Regions from separate parts of the Macaca mulatta genome. Here region 2 is linked to region 1. The links are chromatin contacts, called in public Hi-C maps. All regions are on one chromosome and are shown on one strand. Each heading gives the region's core, a stretch centred on a gene start, on an enhancer-like site or on the middle of the called end of the contact. The rest is flanking DNA. Distances are from core to core; before and after follow the strand shown.

Region 1 (6,429 bases), core at 1,813-4,312:
CGGAATTAGACCACTGGGGCATTCTCAGTTGTTTTCACAATGCAACTGTGCAAACAAGTGATCCTCCATTGAAAAGGAGACACTCCCTTCCTCCTCCCTACACAGTCTCGTAACCAAGACAAATTACTTTCCCTTCCATGTCCCGACTCCCTCAATTTTCATCTTTCTTGGGCAGATCAAGGATTATATCTTGATCCTTTAAGTTCCCAAACAAACATGACTTCTTTGTCATTTTAATTTTTGTATTTCGATGGAATCGTTTTTAAAATGGCTGTCTTCATTTAATGTTTTGGTTGGTTATTAATTCATCTTTCTTGGGGGAGGTAAGTGAACAGGTGGCAATGCACTAACAAAAGGATGGTGTGCCATGGGAAACTCTACACCAGCAGCCGAGCAGAGAGCATGACCTGCTGTGCCCTGGCTTCTGAATTCTGACACACAGAATTTTTACTGCATGTATGGTTTACTCACTGGTCAATAGATTTCTGCTGTTATAAAAATTTTATAGTTGTCTTGTGACAGTATGACTCTGAGGCCCCTAGAGAAGTCTAGGCATACAAGAATGTCTTCAGACGAGGAGGTTTACTCATGGGGGCCACTCCCATGACAGCAGATAAAAACCAGCTAAGAGGAGTATCTGCTAGGGAATTTGTTACTTCCATCTTAACTTGGAGTTGTGGAAACCACGAAAGTGCATATTGTTATTGCAGTGTTTCCAGCTAGGTATTGTTTATTTGTCCTTAATCGATGCACCATTTCTAAGGATAATCTTGACTAGCATTCCTTCAGGAGCGATGATGGGGGAAGATGACTTACTTTCAGTTACTTACCTACTAGCTTCCCAAGCCTTCCCTTTTGGATTATACCATCTTCCGAGAAATTAGCATGAAAATTGTGGTCAGTCGAAGTAATGACCTATTAATTAGGCCAATGACTGCCTCCATAAAAGCAACACAGAATAGTATATTTATTATTCCAGAAACTTTAATTCTTTTCTGACTAAACCCATATGAACTTTTGAGATTATGATATAGTTTGTATGTTTGTCTCTGTGCAGATCTCATGAGGAGCCTGGGGAGAGTTGATTGGATCATGGGGGCGGATTTCTCAAGAATGGTTTAATACCATCCTCTTGGTGCTGTCCTACTGATTGTGAGTTCTTGGGAGATCTGGTTGTTTTAAAGTGTGGCACCTCCCTACTCCCTCGGGCTCCTGCTTTTGCCACGTGAAGTGCAAGCTGCTGTTTTGTCTTCCACCATGAGTAAAAGCTCCCTGAAACCTTTCTAGAAGCTAAGCAGATGCCAGAGCCGTGATCATATAGCTTGCAGAACCATGAGCCAATCAAACATCTTTTCTTTATAAATTGTCCAGTCTCAGTATTTCTTTATGGTAATGCAAGAATAAACGAATACAGATTATTGCAGGTTTTTTTCCTCTGAATTAAAAACAACTTTTGTAATCCTGGTTTTTAGCATCCTATAAGGCACATGGAAAGTGCAGTCACGGCAGAAAGAATAAACGAAGGAATGAATGAAATGGCCTTAATGCTTTTGGGGTCCACTGAACGCTGTACTCTTTGGAGCCTGCTGCATTGCTGTCAAGTCTCACCAAAACCACAGCTTCAAAAGCTACCGCGTTTAGCCTCACAGATTTGGGATAATCACTGAGCCACAAAAATGCTGTTGATGACATAAGTTTTCAGTGGTCAATGAGCATTTCCATGGTTATCTCTTCGTTTGCCTATCCAAAAGCTTAAAATCACTAACTATATGCACTGAAGAGTTCTCCTGTTTATCCCATGAAACCCAAGGGAAAAATATAAAAAGAGTGACTCATGATTTAGCATTTTGTTTTTGTTAGCTCCCTTTGCTGGTTCTTTCTAGGTCAGTTCTGATTTCTTTCAGGCCTATGCATGTGGGCCAGCGTGAATTTGCATGGTTACCTAGAGACATAGTGCTCTAAACTTGACCAGGCATTGAAGGAACTCCAACTTTCTAAGGTGTCAGGAAAACTGTTGTGGTTCTAGACTCAATAATTTACGGTCATGCCACAAATGCTGAGTTGGGGTGTCAAGCCCTGTGGCCACACTCCTATTAGTGGTATTCCTCCTTGAGGACCCAGCTTGAGCTGTCCTGTTCCTGGCTTGTGCATTCTTCCACCACTAATTATATAATAATAACAGCTTCCATTTGTCCTGTGCTCTGAAAAGAGATGGTGGTTATAAAGGATTTTCTTTACACATTGTGAAGTGTGCAATGGACCATTCATCACAGCGATGATGAGCTTTATTCATTCATTCATTTATTATTCTAGATGTCCAGCACAATGCCTGGCAGGCAGGAGGCACTCAGTCAACACATGCATGTTGAGTGAATGAGAAAAATTATATTATGTGTAGTTTTGAAAATGTGTGCCAAGGCTATGAGAAGTTTTTAATGCACAAAAACTTATCATGGTTTAATGCCAGGCACAATTTTAAATGCCTTACCTATATTAACCCATTTAATCTTCATAACCATCCCTAGAGGTGATTATAGATCACCCCATTTTAGATGGGGAAGCTGACTGTGTGTGGAGGTTGACTGAGTTTTCTGAGTCAGTGAATGGCAGAGCTGAGATTTGAACACAGGCATTCTGTGTAAGGAGATTGTACCTTTAACCATGATCTCATACTGCCTTTCAAGTTATGATATTGCTAATGTTTGTAGGTGCTCAGGAGAAGGAGCACGCACACAAAGTAATTCCTTAAAAAACAACATAGGCTGTTTGTTCCAAGTCTCTTCCAGGCTTGAAGCAAATGTCTGGGATTTAGTTAGGGAGTTAGGGAGGATGAGTGGCATCTGTTGAACACACCAAAGTGCTAAAATCTTATCTTTGCTGATTTCCTAACTCATATTTCAAGTTGCACATGAAATACTTCTAGATTTCTTTGTCCCAAGGAACTTACACAAAAGGCATTTGATTTAATGACGTCAAGTGATCAGTATTTGTCCAGTAGTCTTATCTCAAGTGTTATGAAACTATTTTTATTGTTTCCTTTTGAGCAGCTATTGAGACAGTTTCACAGCAAATTCCCATTTCTATCCTGCTTCCTTAGCATATGGTGGGTGTGCACGTCTAGACAGTCAACTCATAGTGCTGCGCATGAAACAAAACTTGAAGATAATGAATCATGAATCTGAATCATGGATCCAGTTCCACAGGCACCTTACTAGTGTTCTTTTTCTTATTTGTAATTTTCAATTATGGCTACTTCTACTGTTTGTGAAAGTAACATATGCATGTTGGCACAAATGAGGCAATATAAACACATATAAAGAAAAAGTAAATAAATCATTTGATTATTTTTATGTAGATCTATTTCTGAGCTCTCTATTCTGTTCCATTGATCTTTTTGTCTCTCCTTTCACCAGTACCAGACTGTCTTAATTACTGTAGCTTTATAGTAATTTTTGAAGTCATTCTAGCTTTGTTCTTTTACTTCAATGTTGTGTTAGCTAGTCTGAGTCTTTTGTCTCTCCATATAAACTTTAAAATCAGGTTTTGATATCCACAGAATAACTTGCTGAGATTTTCTTTCTTTCTTTCTTTCTTTCTTTCTTTCTTTCTTTCTTTCTTTCTTTCTTTCTTTCTTTCTTTTCTTTCTTTTCTTTCTTTCTTTCTTTCTTTCTTTCTTTCTTTCTTTCTTTCTTTCTCTTTCTTTTTTTCTTTCTCCTTCCTTCCTTCCTTCCTTCCTTCCTTCCTTCCTTCCTTCCTTCCTTCCTTCCTTCCTTCTCTCTCCTCCCCTCCCCTCCCCTCCCCTCCTTTTCTTTTCTTTCTTTCCTTTTTTTGAGACAGATTCTTGCTATGTTTTGCAGTCTGGTCTTAAACTCCTAGGCTCAAGTGATCCTCCTGTCTCAGCCTCCAAAGTGACTGGGACTACAGGTGCCCACCACTGCACCCTACCTTACTGAAATTTTGATTGATATTGCACTGAATGTATACATCAAGTTGTGAAGAACTTGCATCTTGACAATACTGAGTCTTCCAATTCAGGCACATGTAATATTTCATTTATTTAGTTATTCTTTTCTTAGAGTTTTATAGTTTTCATTGAATAGACTTTGTATATATTTTAGTAGATTTATACTTAAGTATTTCCTTTTTTTTAGTGTGAATATAAATGACATTGTGTTTCAGTTTCTACTTACTCATTGCAGGTATGTGGGAAGGTGATTGACTTTTGTATAATAACCTTGCATCCTTCATCCTTACTATAATTGCTTGTTAGTTCCAAGAGTGTTTTTTGCTGTTGTTGTTGTTGATTCTTTTGGGCTTTTTATATAGACTATCATGTCATCTGTGAAAAAACGCAGTTTTATTTCTTCCTCCTCAATCGATTTAACTTTTATGTTATTTTCTTGTCTCATTGAATTAGATAGGACTTTCAATACAATGTTGAAAAGCAGTACTGACAGAGGATGCCTTTGCTTTGATCCTGATCTTAATGGGAAAACTTCCAGTTTCTCACCGTTAAGTATGAGATTAGCTGCAGGTTTTTGTAGCCATTCCTTATCAGGTTGAGGAAGTTCTTCTCTATTTAGCCTTGATTACTGAGAGTTTTTGTCATGAATGAATGTTGACTTTTTAAAATACTTTTTTTTTTTTTGCATGTTTTGCGATGATCATATGTTTGTTTGTTCTTTGCCCTGTTGATGTGATGGATTACATCAATTGAGTTTTGAATGTTGAACCAGCCTTGCATACCTGAGATAAATCCCACTTGGTCATGGTTTATAATCGCTTTTATACATTGTTGGTTTTGATTTACTATTTTTTGAGCATTTTGCCTCTATGTTCATGAAAGATATTGGTCTGTAATTTTCTTGCAATGTCTTTGTCTGGTTTTGTTATCAGGGTAATGTTGGCCTCATAGAATGAGTTAAGAAGTATTCTTTCTACTTCTATCTTCTGTAAAAATTGTAAGAAATTGGTATAATTTCTTTTTTAAATGTTTGGAAGAATTCGCTAGTGATTGAGCCTGGTGCTTTCTATTTTGGAAGGTGATTAATAATGTACTCAATTTCTTTAATAAATATAGGTCTATCACTCCTATAATCCCAGCACTTTGGGAGGCTGAGGCGAGTGAATTACTTGAGGTCAGGAATTAGAGACGAGCCTAATCAACATGATGAAGCCCCATCCTTACTAAAAATAAAAAAATTAGCCAAGCATGGTCGCACATGCCTGCAATCCTAGCTACTTGGGAAGCCAAGGCACGAGGATCACTTGAGCTGGGAGCTGGAGGTTGCAGTGAGTTGAGATTGTGCCATTGCACTCCAGCCTGGGTGACAGAGTGAGACTCCATCTCAATAAATAAATAATAAATATATGTCTATTCAGAGTGTCTATTTTTTCTTGTGTGAGTTTTAGAAAATTGTGTCTTTCAAGAAATTGGTTTATTTCACCTAGATTATCAAATTTGGGCATAGAGTTGCTTATAATATTTCCTTATTATCCATTTAATATCCATGAGATCTGTCCCCTCTTTCATTTCTGATATTAGTCATTTTTGTCCTCTTTTTCCTGGTTAGCTGGCCAAAGACATCACTTTTATTGACTTATTTTCAGAGAACCAGTTTTTTATTTTATTGATTTTTTATATTAATTTCTTTAAAAATTTTATTGATTTTTGCTCCATTTAAAAAAATTGTTTCATTTCTTCTGCTTACATTGAATTTAATTTGCTCTTCTATTTTCAGTTTCCTAAGATGGAAACTTAGATGACTGATTTTAACTCTTTCTTATTTTCTAATATTTGCATTTAATTCTGTGAATTTCCCTCTAAGTACCACTTCTGCTGTATCCCACAAATTTTAATGAACTGTGTTTTCATTTTCATTCAGCTTAAAGTATTTTAAAATTTCTCTTGAAATTTCTTCTTTGACCCCTGAGTTATTTAGAAGTATGTTGTTTGATCTCCAAATATTTTAGGATTTTCCAGCTCTCTTTCTGTTATTGACTTCTAGTTTAATTCCATTATGGTCTGAGAGCAGGCATTGCATGATTTCCATCCTTTTAAATTCGTTAACGTGGGTTGGGTGTGGTGGCTCATGCCTGCAATCCCAGCACTTTGGGAGGCCCAGATGGATGGATCACTTGAGGTCACAAGTTCAAGACCAGCCTGGCCAACATGGTGAAAACCTGTGTCTACTAAAGATACAAAAAAAATTAGCCAGGTGTGATGGCAGGTGCCTGTAATCCCAGCTTCTTGGGAGGCTGAACCTGGGAGGTGGAGGTTGCAGTGAGTTGAGATCGCACAACTGCACTCCAACCTGGGTTACAGAGCAAGACCTTGTCTCAAAAACCAAAAAATTGTTAAGGTGTGTTTTATGGCCCAGAATGTGGTTTATCTTAGTGAATGTGTCATGTGGGCTTGTGAAAAATGTG
Region 2 (6,429 bases), core at 1,759-4,258, 110 kb after region 1:
TAATATGAGGCGCTTGGATTTGGAGCCCTCAAAGTAACGCAGAACAGTTCAGCTTGATGCTGTAGATGACAACGAGTCACTTTAGTAATAGGATCATTGTAATTGTTTAGGAGAAATCGTGTGATGGTGTTATTGTTAGCACTTGGGAATATATTCAAGTCACACAGCACCAAATTATGTTACTGGTGGTGAATCCGTATGGGTCTGCAGCAACCTCAATTCTTGCCTCCTGAGAAAAAAAGAATTTAACCAAGGGGCCGAGTGAGAGACTGAGGAACATTCTGGAGCAGGAATGAAAGCTTATCAGAAAGCTTTAGAGCAGGAATAAAATGAAGGAAAGTATACTTGGAAGAGGGCAAAGCAGGTGACTTGAGAAATCAAGTGCATTTTTTGACCTTTGACTTCGGATGTTATATATTGGCATGCTTGTGGGGTGGGTTGCATCCCTTCTCCCCTGATTCTTCCCTGGGGTGGGCCGTCTGCATGCACAGTGACCAGCTAGCACTTGAGAAGGGAGCATGTGCAGTGTGTCTACTGGAGTTGTGTGCATGCTTGCTTGAGGCGTTCTTCCCTTACCACTTGAATGTCCCTGGAAGGTCATATACGAGCTAAACTCTGCCATTTTGCTTCTTAATGCTTTGCTTCTTAACCCAGCTCCTGAGATCTTATCGGGAAGCTGCTGATCACCAGTTTCAGGTGTTTCTGTCAACTGGAGACTGCCTTTCCCTGGTGCCAGCTGTGGCCAATTATTTTTTAGAGAGACAATTTAACAACTGCCTGACCATCATCTGATGGTCGCCTGACATTTCTGATGGGGGACGGGGCGGGGAGTGGGGGGGCCCTCTCCTGCCTTGCTCATGTCTAACTAGCAACCTACTGTAACAGTATGTAAGATGAATTGAAACGAAAAAGTCCGGAAATAACATAGAAGCCTGAAAGGCTGGTGCATGTATTCATTTATTCATTCAGTCAATTGAGCATTAAGCCTTGAACATATCACTGTGGCATACTTAATGTATGTCAGGGTAATAGATGAGAACAAGAGTCAGGTCCTTTCATAGGCCTCTTAGAATTGAGTGAGGGAGACACATATTAAACAAACACACATTAATATTTACTTAAAAAGTGTGATAAACACTATTAAAATGAAGAGACTGCTCATAAGAACAAAAAATAAATTAGTGACATAGTTCTCAAGAAAGAAGAGAAAGGGTGTATTTAAGAGAGATAGCAAAGGAATAATAACAGGGTTTGGAAATATTTTGGAAATCAAGATGTGGGGATTTGAAGAGTCAAAGATGGCCCCAAGGTATCTAGTGTGGGACGAAACTGTTCTGTCAAGTTCCCTGCATTCTGGACTTTGATGATTGTATCTGTTGGTGTCATTTGCCATGTTCTTCTAGCCCCTGTATTTCCTGTCAACTGTTAGCTTCATCTGGAGCCTTGATTAGAATCAGGTCCAAAGTTTGTGGCTAGAATGTATCACAGATGGGGGCTCCCTCCTCCCTATTGCCTCACAGTAGGAGGTGACTACTATTTGATAGCCATTTTTGCAAGGTTCATGTTGATCAGTGGCCTAAGGTATTGCCAGCCTGACCCATCCATTCTACAGTTCCTTATCAGTCTTTCACCTGATGGTTCTATTAACCACTGATGATCATCAAGGGCTGGAAAAGGATGACTTTCTACTTCCGTGATTCTGTCTGTATTTATTGGCTAGAATTACCTCATTGCTGTCCGAAAGCAGAACAACTAGGGATTTATGAGGGCGTATGAGAGGGATTTGCCCTTAGGCCCTTGTAGGAGCTGGCAAGATGGTCTTTGTTTTGATTTAATTTAATGTAACTTAATTTAGGAGAGCTAAGTAATTAAACATGAGGCCAAAGTACGTAAGAAAGTGGCAGTCTTTTATTGCAAATATGCACACACTCTCGGGCGAAGTTCTCTGGTCCTGGGGGGTGGGAGGGCCAGGGAAGTCGCGCCGGCGCTCTCCGGTGATGTTCTCCGGTCCACGAATGCTGGGGCCGAAGAAGTCACGCCGCCTCCTGCCAGCGGCGGACTTTTATGCCTGGGAGCTGGAAGGGGAGGAGTTTGGGGCGTGTGTGTAGGAGTGGCTTCTTGAATTTAGGTGTCCCCGGCTTGACGTCATTCTGCACAGGCTCAGTTGATTTGGTTCTTTTCCCAGGCGCGGGAAAATCTGTGATGAAGAATCAGGAAACAACAGGGACTGCTCCATCTTGTTCACCTTCCTCCATCTTGTCCCTTTTCCCTCACCCAAACAGTCTTTGTGCCTGGTGTTGAAACAGTTGGAAGGGTCAGAGCATCAAAGTGGGGACAGCAAGGACAAGCTGGGACTACCAGCAGGAGCAAGACCGTGGAGATGGACTAGAGCCCTTGTCAATCTCTCAGCTCTTTCCACCTCAATGATGTCGGTGGTCTCTAGCAAAGAATGTCCCTGGCCCAGGGGTTGGAGAAGGTGAAGGAAAATCTGGGGAGATGGAGTAGCTGCAGGCCCAGCTGCTGCCTGTGTCAATAGGAAGTTCCACAGAGAGAAGCGGGAGCTGCAGTAGCACCTAGGAGCCCTCCACTGACCTTCTGAGTGTAATATTAAGGTGCTGCTTCACTTCCACCTTCCAAATCTCTCACAAAATGTCTTTGGTGGCCCTCCTTCTTCAATTCTGCTTAGTCTTTATCTTAATCACATGAGCAGGATGCCCCATTTCTTTCTTGCTGTTGTATCAACTGGGCATTACAGCTGTATCACCAGCTCTAACAAGGATTCTTTGCACCAAGTTAACAATGCTTGAATATTATTCCTTTCTTCTCTCATTACAACAACAAAGTTTCACAATGAGGCCTTTCCTGTAGAGTCACCATTTTGTTATGAAGGGGGCAGACTTGAAGTAGTAAATTATACTTTTAGTGAAAACACATTTTTCCACCAGGGTGAGGATATGTGGTTACAACACTCCCTCAAATGAATAAAAACCCAAACAAACCAAAAATGCCTGTGCCAAAGTACCAGAAAATGGATCTTTCTGCGAGTTCACTAGTGATGGTGGTAAAACCAGCAGATATAGTTCATTGCTGATGCTGAATCATATACAAGAAACACTCCATCTCCTAAAGACTATGCTGGATTTCAAGCATTCTTTCTGGTATTACAGTTGAATGTAGCAACAACAATTAAGGTAATCTAATTAGAAGCTTAGAATACTCCTTAATTCGCATCTCAGTGGTGCCTTTTGCAGAAGAAATTCCACTGTTCTCAAAGGAGGTTTCAAATCCTTGGAAAGGTGATTTATATTCATTGGTTTAATTTTGATTCTTAATCTCCTCTCGGAATAATTTCCACACTTCTGAATGTTGACTTCTATTCTGCCCTAACTAGCTCTGTGATCATACTCATAGGCTCCAGAGCCCCACCTGCCACATCTTGAAATGATAGGGTTGGACATGGATGGTTCTTAATGCTTCTAATGGCTTTAAAGATATGTGTGACTATGACAGATTAAATGACCACTTTCCCATAACCATCGGGTTTCTCTCTCCATGCTACCAGAAGACAAATTGATGGCCCCATGTGACCTATAATTAGTACTAAGCTTTTTTCTGGCTCAACTTAATATATACTTTTGTTTTCTCTTGATTATTTCTCTTATCTAGAGCTGTTTCATGCTCTTTCATTGTACTTTATGTTACTTCTGTGAACTATCTTAAACTTTGGAAAACAGCAGGGTATAAATACACATTTATTCCTATTTTATAATACAGAATTAACAATACGAGATTATAATTATGAAACAACTTCCTAACCACTGGATGTAGAAACGGAAAATGGATTTCTTTTTCTTTTTTTTTTTTGAGGTGGAGTCTCATTCTGTCGCCCAGGCTGGAGTGCAGTGGCGCGATCTCGGCTGACTGCAACCTCTGTCTCCCGGGTTCAAGTGATTCTCCTGCCTCAGCCCCCCAAGTAGCTGGGACTGCAGGTGCATGCCACCATGCCCAGCTAAGTTTTTGTATTTTTAGTAGAGATGGTTTCACCGTTTTAGCCAGGATGGTCTCGATCTCTTGACTTCGTGATCCGCCCGCCTCGGCCTCCCCAAGTGCTGAGATTACAGGTATGAGCCACCTCGTCCAGCCTAGAAAATGAGTTTCTATTATTTGAGGACATCAGTTAGTTGAGTTGTGTGCAGTGTGGTGGTGGAAACAGTGGAGACAGTTGAGCAGCATGTGTGCAAGCACAGACACATCAAAGAGAGAGAGGTATGTGTGGGGGGGCGGTTCTGATCTGACCCCTCCTGTGCATAGGCCCCGGCTCTAGCCTGATTTCCTGATTTTGTACAAAGATGACAAGCTCGTTCCCAATTTCAGATCTTTGCTATTTGCTCTTCTATTTCTACTTTCCAGCTCCTTTGCCCTGCCTTTCTCATGCAGCGAGACTTTCCGTCCCTTATACGTCCATTTATTCTCTAGTCTTCAAGGATCATTTCTAACCTTACCCCATGCCAATGCATGCTGGATGTCTAAATTGTAGACTTGAGTGCTTCTGTTTGTATCATCCTACACTTTTTTTTTTTAAAGTATAGTATTTAGCATCTTAAGTCTTGCAAAAGCTAAGTTTGGTGTGACTTTACTTCTGGATGTGCTGTAATTTCTATCACAAAGAGTTGGTGCTCAATAAATCTTTCTTACTTGATCAATAGTCATAATGAAAACAATGTAAACAAAGGTATGAGCTCCAAGGGTGTAAAAATATTTTGAGAGGGGGGGAGAAGCAGAGCAATAGATGATTTAGTGGTCGTTGCCAACCCCAAGTGTTTTCACTGAAAATATGAACTCAGCCATTTAAAAGTGGCTAATAGGTTTGTTTTTGTTCTCACCTGGGTTTCTGTGACTGGCAGATACAGCATGAAATGTGAGTTCTCTGCAAACCGTAGCTAATATTGGAAATGTGTATTGTGGCTTGAAGTTAGGTATCTTACCTGAGCTCATGTATCTTTTCTCACTTGCTTCCAGCACGAGAAGGTGAGATTCCACACAGCATGATCATTACCTGTTTACCTGCCAAGGCCACCCTCTTGGTGGCTCAGTTCTCTGAGGAGAACCTGGGCTCATCACATTCACCACTGTTTCCCTGGGCAAGGCCTCCAGAGCCAGATAGTACATTATCCCTGAAATGAAATTTGAATCAAACACTTCCAGAACAAAAAAAGTTTTTATTTTTGTCCATGAACTGTTTTAACATTTTTGTTGCCAGGTAGGTGGGTATGGAAAGTAGTTTTTGAAATAGACATCAGGATCTGTGACCTTTTGCCAGCACGGTCTGATGTCTGAGCCCATGCTTAGTTTAAAGTTAAGCTTATTAATACATTATTCTCTTTATGTGGCTTTTTAAACCACGATTCTCCTTTGAGACCCAAATTATTCAAACATAGTAAAATGTAAGAAGTGGCAGTGGTCCGGTAGACATAGGTTTTGCAGCAATTCAGATCACAGAATTCCAAATACAAAAAACTCATATTTAGGATTAGAATATTGCTGTAGTTTTTTTTCAAAGTCAATATAGCACGTGTGTGTGTGTGTGTGTGTGTGTGTGTGTGTGGTGTGTACGCACCATGAGGTCCTGAATCAAATTTGTTCAGTCAATTGTGCTATCAAAAAGAAAAATTACAGGCTACACATTCCTAGAGCAAATATGTTTTACTAATATCATATATTTACAATTTATACTCAAACTGCTTCCCAAAGATACTAGAAGCAATTTATATTAATAACCATATATAAAAAATCCTGTTGTAGCAATGACTCTGTACCCATCAGAAAAATTATGAGCTATAAATTCCTAAAGCAAATATGTTTTACTAATATTATCATATATTTATAATTTACACTTAAACTGCTTCCCAAAGACATTCAAGCAACTTATATTAATAAGTACATATAAAAAATTCTGCTGCAGCAGTGACTTTGTACCAGTCACTGTTCTATTTTTTACATACAGTTCTATATCTTTATATCTATGTGTTCTGTTTATGTGCATTAACTTATTTAACTGTCCCCATTTTACAGATGAGGAGACTGAGGCACAGAAAGGTTAATTAGCTTCCCCAAGGTTACACGGCTGATGAGGGGCAGAGCCAGGATCCAAACTTAGGTAGTCTAACTTCAGAGCCCAGACCCATGCCCTCTGCCAGCATACTGAATATTTTTAGAGTAAAACTGGGCAATTCAATATCATACAGAAGTGAGGAAGGAAACAGACCTACGGCATCGGCTAACATAGTTATTGTGATTAGATATTCAGTGCGAGTCTCAAAGTCTTGGCAATTAAGACATAAATGGAAACATATCAGTGAGAGAAAGTCCCTCAGTTCAAAATTACTGATGCTGAATTTATTTATTTATTTATTTATTTATTTATTTATT

Evidence for each region. A called contact is a pair of places that touch in the nucleus more often than the background predicts.
Region 2: a Hi-C map of fibroblasts shows a contact between it and region 1, with 1.9 times the contacts expected there. The contact joins two enhancer-like sites. A contact is called at or near these places in 2 of 14 Hi-C or Micro-C datasets (blood and fibroblasts).

Annotation. Positions count from the first base shown.
Region 1 is chr15:117,260,854-117,267,282 of T2T-MMU8v2.0, forward strand. No RefSeq gene overlaps it. Among named protein-coding and RNA genes, the nearest start is that of TUT7, 140 kb to the left of the region's middle. Within about 2 kb of position 3,063, at least 1 of the 40 cell types and tissues checked has an H3K27ac peak or open chromatin away from gene starts, as enhancers often do.
Region 2 is chr15:117,368,208-117,374,636 of T2T-MMU8v2.0, forward strand. No RefSeq gene overlaps it. Among named protein-coding and RNA genes, the nearest start is that of TUT7, 250 kb to the left of the region's middle. Within about 2 kb of position 3,009, at least 1 of the 40 cell types and tissues checked has an H3K27ac peak or open chromatin away from gene starts, as enhancers often do.